3 separate regions of the Mus musculus genome follow, and all the other regions are linked to region 1. The links are chromatin contacts, called in public Hi-C maps. All regions are on one chromosome and are shown on one strand. Each heading gives the region's core, a stretch centred on a gene start, on an enhancer-like site or on the middle of the called end of the contact. The rest is flanking DNA. Distances are from core to core; before and after follow the strand shown. Region 1 has its middle 3.5 kb from the start of Gm30925. Region 2 has its middle 100 kb from the start of Gm31225. Region 3 has its middle 46 kb from the start of Gm31225.

Evidence for each region. A called contact is a pair of places that touch in the nucleus more often than the background predicts.
Region 2: a Hi-C map of uterus shows a contact between it and region 1, with 2.6 times the contacts expected there. The contact joins two enhancer-like sites. A contact is called at or near these places in 2 of 484 Hi-C or Micro-C datasets (both in uterus) and 2 of 115 datasets of contacts at active chromatin or transcription factors (SST interneurons and pancreatic cancer cells).
Region 3: a Hi-C map of uterus shows a contact between it and region 1. The contact joins two enhancer-like sites. A contact is called at or near these places in 1 of 484 Hi-C or Micro-C datasets (uterus) and 2 of 115 datasets of contacts at active chromatin or transcription factors (kidney and neural progenitor cells).

The regions. Positions count from the first base shown.
Region 1 is chr8:115,825,348-115,828,047 of GRCm38.p6, reverse strand. No RefSeq gene overlaps it. Among named protein-coding and RNA genes, the nearest start is that of Gm30925, 3.5 kb to the left of the region's middle. Within about 2 kb of position 1,282, at least 21 of the 459 cell types and tissues checked have an H3K27ac peak or open chromatin away from gene starts, as enhancers often do. A contact at or near this core is called in uterus, where this site is marked.
Region 2 is chr8:116,086,568-116,089,393 of GRCm38.p6, reverse strand. No RefSeq gene overlaps it. Among named protein-coding and RNA genes, the nearest start is that of Gm31225, 100 kb to the left of the region's middle. Within about 2 kb of position 1,278, at least 5 of the 459 cell types and tissues checked have an H3K27ac peak or open chromatin away from gene starts, as enhancers often do. A contact at or near this core is called in uterus, where this site is marked.
Region 3 is chr8:116,142,930-116,145,629 of GRCm38.p6, reverse strand. No RefSeq gene overlaps it. Among named protein-coding and RNA genes, the nearest start is that of Gm31225, 46 kb to the left of the region's middle. Within about 2 kb of position 1,254, at least 66 of the 459 cell types and tissues checked have an H3K27ac peak or open chromatin away from gene starts, as enhancers often do. A contact at or near this core is called in uterus, where this site is marked.

The sequences.
Region 1 (2,700 bases), core at 33-2,532:
TCATATTTAAAATCTTTGGAGCTTTTGACTCTAGCTGCATATGTATCAAAAGATGGCCTAGTTGGCCATCACTGGAAAGAGAGGCCCACTGGACAGGCAAACTTTATATGCCCCAGTACAGGGGAATGCCAGGGCCAAAAAATGGGAATGGGTGGGTAGGGGAGTGGGGGGGAGGGTGTGGGAGACTTTTGGGATAGCATTGGAAATGTAATTGAGGAAAATACGTAATAAAAAAAAATAAGAGGAAAAAAAATCTTTGTTCACACACTTTTCTTTCTCCAGGGTCTCTGCTCTGTTCTGGCTTTCTATTCTGGAGCCCCCACCTAGATTTTGTTATGAGGGTATTGTTCACAGGTGAGCCTCTTCCTCAGATCCCCCTCTGCCATGGCTGTGGTCCTGTCATCTTCTGTTTCCATCTTCCAGTAACATTTATGTGTTTTATGAAAATAAAGGGAGAATAAATAAATGCTGGTGGAGCTTTTAGGGGAAAAGCTTAGATTTGGTTTTCATGATTCAAGGCATTTATCATTGTGTGCTTTTTAAGTAGAGCCTTGATTAGGGAAAATTAGTGTAATTGTGATTTTCTTAAGTCGTGTGTGTGTGTGTGTGTGTGTGTGTGTGTGCCTGTGTAGTATGTATATATCTGTGTGGGGTGTATGTATGTTCAGATATATGATGTGGTGTATGCAGATGTGGGGTGTGTGTATACATGTATGCATGTGTATAGTTTGTATGTGGTATGCAGGAGGTAGATGCATGTGTATATGTCTATATGTGTGTGTATGTTCACATATATGGTGTGGTGTGTGCTGGTAGTTTGTATGTGTCTATTTGGATGCATGTGTACATGTGTACAGTCTATATGTGGTATGTATGAGGTACATGCTCAAACTATGATCAGCTACATATGTAGGTATACTTGCCTGTGGCATGACATGGAGGCCAGAGGCTGTTGGATGTCTTTCCTTGATTGTTCTCAACATTAGCTTTTGAGACAGGCTTTCCTACTGGACCTTGCATTTGCATTTTCAGCTAGACTGCATGGCCTATGAACTCCTTGAATCCTCACGATTCTCTCTGTATACCCCTCTCCTGAGGTTACAGGGATACAACACTGTGTCTGGCTTCTTACATTCATTCTGAGGCTGGAACATGGGACATTTAGCCACTGAGCCATCGCTCCAGTTCTTTATTAACATTTCTGAGTCATATGTAGATAGGTACACGGGGCTTCCTCCTGCTGTCTATCATTGTGTGGGGGAGCCCAAGACAACCAGAGGTCTGTTGTTGGTTGAATACTACTGTTAAAGTCAAACCCTGCTTGAAGAATGACTCTGCACAGGATGTTGTCCTTCAGAGCTCAGATCACCCCACCCCCACCCCCTTAAGCTTGTGGTATCTTGGCCTGAAGCCTGTTCCCTTCCCAAAATGTTTGTTAGTACAGTGGCGTTTTATGACACTTTATGGAAAAACCAAAGGGTGGAGGGAAGATGACTCTATTCAGCAAATCCACACATTTTAACCTTCTCTTACTGGAATTTGGAATCCTCTGCATACCTTGTTAGCAGAAAGAAAGAGAGATAGATAAAAAGCTTCAAGAATCTTTTTTCCATGCAAGCTTACGAGTGGAACGTTCTTTACCTCTTAACTCTGGCCAGGACAAATGCTGCCCAGGCTCTGAAAACAGCCTGCTATTTAGAAAGGTCTCAAGGCAGCCTTTGCATAACATTTATGACTGTAGTTATCTTTGCAGGATCTCCAGGAGGGACCTAGGAGGCTCAGGGGGTAGAGGCCACTTTATCCTTGCAGAGTTAACCCTGTAGGCAATGTTGGGGGGCCTCAGATTTAACTCCATCTTGCTCTGAGCTCCCTGGTGCTTGTCTCCAGCCTTCAAACCCCACATAGGCAGCTGAGAGGGTTCAGAGGAGCCCTCTGCAGAAGCAGTCATACCTCTGATTCAGTTAAGGAGAGCCTCACTGTGTTCTGATAAGAGTGGCAAGTCAGAGGCACTGGGGCCCAGACAAGGTCCTTTAGACAAATCATGCTGTTCTTAGATTCTCGGAACTTAAAACCAGGGCCCGTGCTACACACAAGTTTGAGATTATCGCTGACAATTATCTAAAATTAACTGCATTTTTCAAATGAAAAACATTTAGGGGATGATCAGATAAGAGGAGCGCCTATTTATACTTGTTGGGGAAGGGAGGGAGGAGGGAGAGAGAGAGAGAGAGAGAGAGAGAGAGAGATCATTTTTGTTACTCACAACATAAAGGGAGACCCACCCACCAGCATCACTTTTTAGAGGAAATGGAGTTTCTAAGAGGATGCCCAGATTCCTTCTAGATCCAGCCAGAGTGGGGCTGTACTTTCTGAGACACTGAATTTGGCACAAGTCAAAATGTTTGTTCACAGGACTAAAGTGGGGTCTGGTGGGTCCTGGCTGTGAAGTGGATATTGAAGGTCAGTTAGCTGTGAGGAGAGGGCAGTGTTCAGCTGACGGGGGCAGCAGGTGAAGTCTCTGTAACTAGACAGACTCAGAGAGGAAGCCTGGCATGCAAGCCAGCACAGGTGTCACTACCTTGAGGAGAGTAACTTAAGAATCTCTCCCCATGCTGCTCTTTCTGTAGGTGAGGGAGAGAAAGCTGGAAATGATCACTTGGCTAGGAAGCAAGAACTGAAACCAGAACCACACATTTTAAA
Region 2 (2,826 bases), core at 29-2,528, 260 kb before region 1:
AAGATGTGGACAAAGCGGATGAATCACCAGCATTTCAGCAGAGAGTCTAGAGCAGAGAGAGCCATACTTGCAGGGACTGTGGTATATGAATGAGTGAAGGGCCATGTGGAGAGGTAGACTGAGGCAGAGTGAGAACGGAGAGGAAGGGACTAACAAGAGTACAGGACAGAGGGAGAGAATCAGGACTGCATCCTACAGGTGACACAAACTTCCAGGATAATGTAACAAGGAAAGTGACATGATCTAACTGTCTACATATACAAACACAGATACACCTACATACCACACACACATACACACAGGCATACACACACATAGAGAGACAGATAAACAGGCACATACATAGATCCACAGAAACTACAGACATATACACACAGAGAAACACAGATACACTACAGTTATAATGCACTCATCACACATACATACATATTCAGGTGTACACACCAACATATGCAGACATATGCATGCACACATGAACACATGCTCAGAATCAAATGCACACGCTCACATTCAGCCACACACACATGCACGCAGGGTATAAGGCTGGAACTGGAGTTTCTAAGGTAGGTGGAGGGATGGGAGCAACTGAAGAAGTGATCTAGCCCTGCTAAGAAACTTAGGCTTGATATCTGGATCATTGATGGCATTCAGGCCAGGGTCAAGTCTTAGAAGAAGGTAGCTGCTGCAGATTAGACAACAAGCACTAAAAATTTGTCATTCATGGTGGAACATCTAACAATAGCACAAATTCACCCTTTAGATGCTGGCTACTGAAAAAAAGGAGGAAACCTGGAGTTTCGTGGGAATGAATTCCCACTAATTTGAATAACTTGTCACATCGGTTAGTGAGACCCACCCAAATGAGTTGTCCCACTTCTGAGCCATTGGGCTTCTCATCAGCTGTCCGAAGGCTTCTTCATGCTTCTCGTTACTCACAGCAACGAGCTGACATTTGACTCAATGCCTTTGTTATTATTATTATTTTTAAGGGAAACAGACTTGAGGTTGATCACCGTAGTAATCAGTGTCTGGCTCTCATTGGTGTCTCTTCTCTAACGTGGGGGGAAGACGGGGATTTAGAACAGAGTGGGAAATCCTACACACATGCCGGCTTCTCAGATAGCCAAGCCTACTCTTGCCAGTGACCTTGAGCTAAGGTGCCATTAATAGCTGTGGTGATTACAAATGTTTGTGGTGCTCTGTGTTCCTCCTACAGTCTGGGAGTGTTCACAAACATCTGGACATCTCTGAGCTTGCCTGCTAGTCATGTGAATGGTATTCCACATGAATGTTTATGGAAAAAGAAGAGGGGAGGATGTTGTGGTCTGCTCCCCAGCAGACAGTGTGGGCATCTGTGATGGAAGTGGCTGCAGTAATCACACCTCCCTGTGTGCAAGCCCCATGGCTCCATGATGTTTATCTGTTTTCTCTATGCTCCAAATTCAAAGTCAACCTTGAAGCTTGCTCTGACCAATACAAAATGGTAGAAGGGATATGATGTGACTCTCAAGACTAGGCCTCACGGTCACACGTGTCTGTTCTTGTCTTGAAGATTGCAGGATCTGGGCTAGTGGAAGATAGTGAGAGCCCTGAAGGGCAGCCAACACAGCATCCAGACACATGAATGAGTGAGCTTGGAAGAGTCAGCCCTGTATGATACCACGTATGACCCCTTGGAGACCAGTAGAAGAAATTCCCAGCTGAGCTCATCCCAGACTCCTCTCATGGGAGAGTGAATATATGCGCAACAGTTGGCTTAAGCCACTAAGTTTGGTGCCATTTGTCACCCGACTATAAATATTGAGGAACAAATAGAAGTACTGACAAGAGAGAGGATGACAATTAAGGTTTGTCAAGTTGTGGGGGAATCCCTCTGTTCAGTGGTGTGGAGTGTATTCTTTTCATTTTATTTATCTGCACCTTTGAGGACCTGTCATTGTCCTCACAGTTAGCAAACCTGAGGCCAAAAAAGTCCAATCGTCAGCTCAGAGTCTCATATGTAATGAGTAGTGGAGGTAAGATTAAGACCCAGAATCTGTCCACAAGCCCCAATTCTACTCCTTAAACACACACGTCTAACTTCAACTCTTCCAATGCAACCTCTTCTGGTTTGGCATCTCTTTATCCTGCCTACACATTTATTTATTTTATAATACATTGTCAAGCTTGGCTCACTTGACTAAGTCACTTAGCAAATACATTTCACACAGAAACATCTTGTCACTGGAACTAGTCACCCTGTCTAAATATTTACCAAGTGCCTCCCCTATGGTGAGCTCCTAATTGATTTACATGAATGGATTAATTTAGTCTTTACAACAACCCTGCAATCAGTGTCATACCCATTTTGCAAATGGTAAAAGTGAGGTGTGGAGAATTCATAGTTGCTCAATGTTCCCAAAGAAGACCCCTCCTCATTGTTGGCATATTTTTCTCTCAGGGCATGAGATCTCACCATGGGATAGTTTGCCTGGGGCACATTTGGCAATATCTGGTGATGTTTGTGACTTACATAACCAGGGACATGATACTGGCATATGATCAACAAGGATCAGGAATATCACTAAGATTTATACTGTGAACAAGACAGTGCCTTCAACAAAGAGTAATTGTGCTGGTTAGTTTTTGTTTGAGAAATACCTTCCTTCAGATTGGCCTGTGGGCACATCTGCAGAGAATTTCCTTGATTGACGATTGTTGCAGGAGAGCTCAGTCCCCTATAGGTGGTACCATCTCTGGCTGGTGTTCCTGCATGGCAAAGACAAACAAGCTGACCAAGCCATCAACACCACCAGTTTACTATCCTCGAAACTTCTGTCATTCCCA
Region 3 (2,700 bases), core at 5-2,504, 320 kb before region 1:
GTAGGTGTATGTGGTGCCACACTTTGGTTCTTCATTTATGTCTTGGGACCTGAACTCAAGACCTCCTGATGGCCCTGAAATCACTCTCACACTTTGAGTCATCTCTCCAGCCCCATGATTTCCATGTTTTTTTTCTTTTGGGATGAGAACACAGTGTAAAATTGCTGTGCTAAGTAATGGAGATGCCAGCAAACAGGGATGTACATCAAGGATCGTAGTGAAAAGCTTGCTCCGGGGATTCTGTGGCATGATACGTGGTAACCACATTTTAGGTCCTGGTCAGGTGCTGAGTCCTCTGTACTCTGTGGCAGGCACTGAAGGAACCTTGTCTTCTGATACAAGGGTATCCCTGCTGTGTACCCTCTGGCTGATGACTGACTTTTTGCTAATCCTTATTTGATTACAAAAATGCCAAGGACGAATTCAGTGGTTTGCAACATGTCTCTTGTCCCCAGTTATATGATCTTGCCCCTCTCCCCCCATTTATGAGAAGTGTGGTTCATAACAGTGCCAGAAGGAGTGCATCATAGGAAGTAGACTTCAGGGCACAGGAACACGATGTCCAATGGATGGTTCCATGTGTATGTTGCCCACTGACAGGTGGAGGTGGTAGGAGTGACCTGAGGGGAGAGATGGCAGGACATGGTTTAGTTTCCCTTGGAGGCATGACTGGCTGTGTGGGAGGTTTTCTTTCAAGGTTTTCATCCATAGGCGGATGCTTCAGATGGGTCCACTTTGGGATGCTAGGTTGACTCTCTTGCGCATGTGGTCACTCTTTTCTTTGTTTTTTTAACCCTACTTCAATAAATTAACTCCAATGGTACCCACAGAGAGTGTGGGATGTCTCTTATGGAGAGAGAGAGAGACAGAGAGACAGAGAGATATATAGGAGGAAAGACAGGAAGAAGAAAGAGGGGAGAGGGGAGACAGAAAGAGAGATAGAGAATCCCTAATCATCTGATAGGCTATCACAAGTAGACTCCTTTTTCTCTAGCTTGCAAAATCTATCCAGGGCTTTAGCCTTATTTCATGCATGGTCAGCAAAAAAATCTATACAGTGGAGAGCAACCTGCTTTCCCCTTTTTGACTGGAGGGGGCTCAGGAGACCCTGCAGGAAGCCCAGGGTCCAGCCCGGAGCTCTGGAGGAAACACATATTGCCAGCATTCAACAGGCGGCGCTCTTTGCCTAGGTGTCAGAAGCCAAGTCCTGATGCCTGCCTACTGCAGCTGAGTAAGCCGGATGCTCATCTGAAAACGAAAGGTTGCTCCCTTCCCTGGAGTGGGGGCTGACTCATCCTGCTCCTGCACACTGTTTGGAGCCCTGTAGGTTCTACCCTGAGAAACCAGCAAAGGTGAGCCCTTGGCCTTAATCTCTGGAGGCACCCCAAGTTCCTCAGTCAGCCTCAGATGGGGAGTCCAGGCCCTCCCGCAGGGCTCTCCTGCTAGGGGGCTGTCTTGAAAACAAGAGCTAGAGAAATTTCTGGGAACCTGGGTGAACACTCCAACGGAGAGGAGAATAATGAATATTTCATGGAGGTGGCTGGAGTTATTAAACAACATTACACGCGGAGCGTGTTGGCAGGGATCTGAGCCACATTTACATGAGTAAAAATAGTGAGAAAAGAGACCCAGAGCTGGGGCAGTGTAAAGGAAATCCCAGCAGAGCTCGGATGGAAGCAGCTTTCAGCCCCTCCAGGTTCAGGTGAAGGCCTCACTCTGTACCCTCTGACCCCATCTCCAGGAACGTTCCATTCCACAGTCAGGGTGTGGATAAGTAAGAGCTGAGAGCTGACAAAGTCCCTAGGGACTTTGATTCTCACACTGCACAGTATGTGTGTGTGTGCGTGTGTGCATGTGTGTGTGTGTGTGTGTGTGTGTGTGTGTGTGTTTATGTCTGTGTGTGGAGCAGGGTGTGTGTATATGAGTGGCATGTGTGTGTGTTTGTGGTGTGTGTAGTGTGCATATGTATGTGTGTGTTTGTGGTGTGTATAATATGTATATGTTTGTGGAGTGTGTGTGATGTGGGATGTGTGTATGTGTATGAGTGGTATGTGTGCTTGCGGTGTGTGTATTGTGTGTGTGTATGTGTGTTTGTGGTGTGTATGGTATGTGTGTTTATGTGTGTGTTTGTGGGGTGTGTGTGTGGTGTGTGTATGTGTGTGAGTAGTGTGTGTGTTTGTGGTGTATGTGTTGTGTGTGTGTATGTGTGTGTTTGTGGTGTGTGTAGTATGTGTGTGTTTGTGGTATGTATGTGTATCTGTGTGTGTGTCTGTGAGTGTATAGGCCCTTAGGTAACACTTTCCTTGTCTTAGGGAACCTTGAGGGTTAGAAGGGGCTTAGAATCAGGCCTACCTCAGGGATCTGTCCTGGAGTCTCAGATGTCTGAGTCAGAGGGAGTCAACACTGCAGGAAGACTGTATGCTTTGGACTAGAGTGAGGTGGCTACACTGGGGCTCTATGACCCCTGAGGCCACCCGTAGCTGAGCTATTCCCAGACCTTGTCTCTGATGGACAAGAAGAATCAAAGGCCTCTTTGTTTATCCTCTGCCCCAAGCTCTGAGAATTTTGTCCCTGCCTCTTGACCTTCCCTCTTGTAGTACGTACTCACAAGAGGCATGGAAGAGGGAACTCTTGGAAGAAAGCAAAGATGTAGGGAACTAGAATCAGAGAAAGCCTGGACCATCTTTGAGCCCCTGGGTG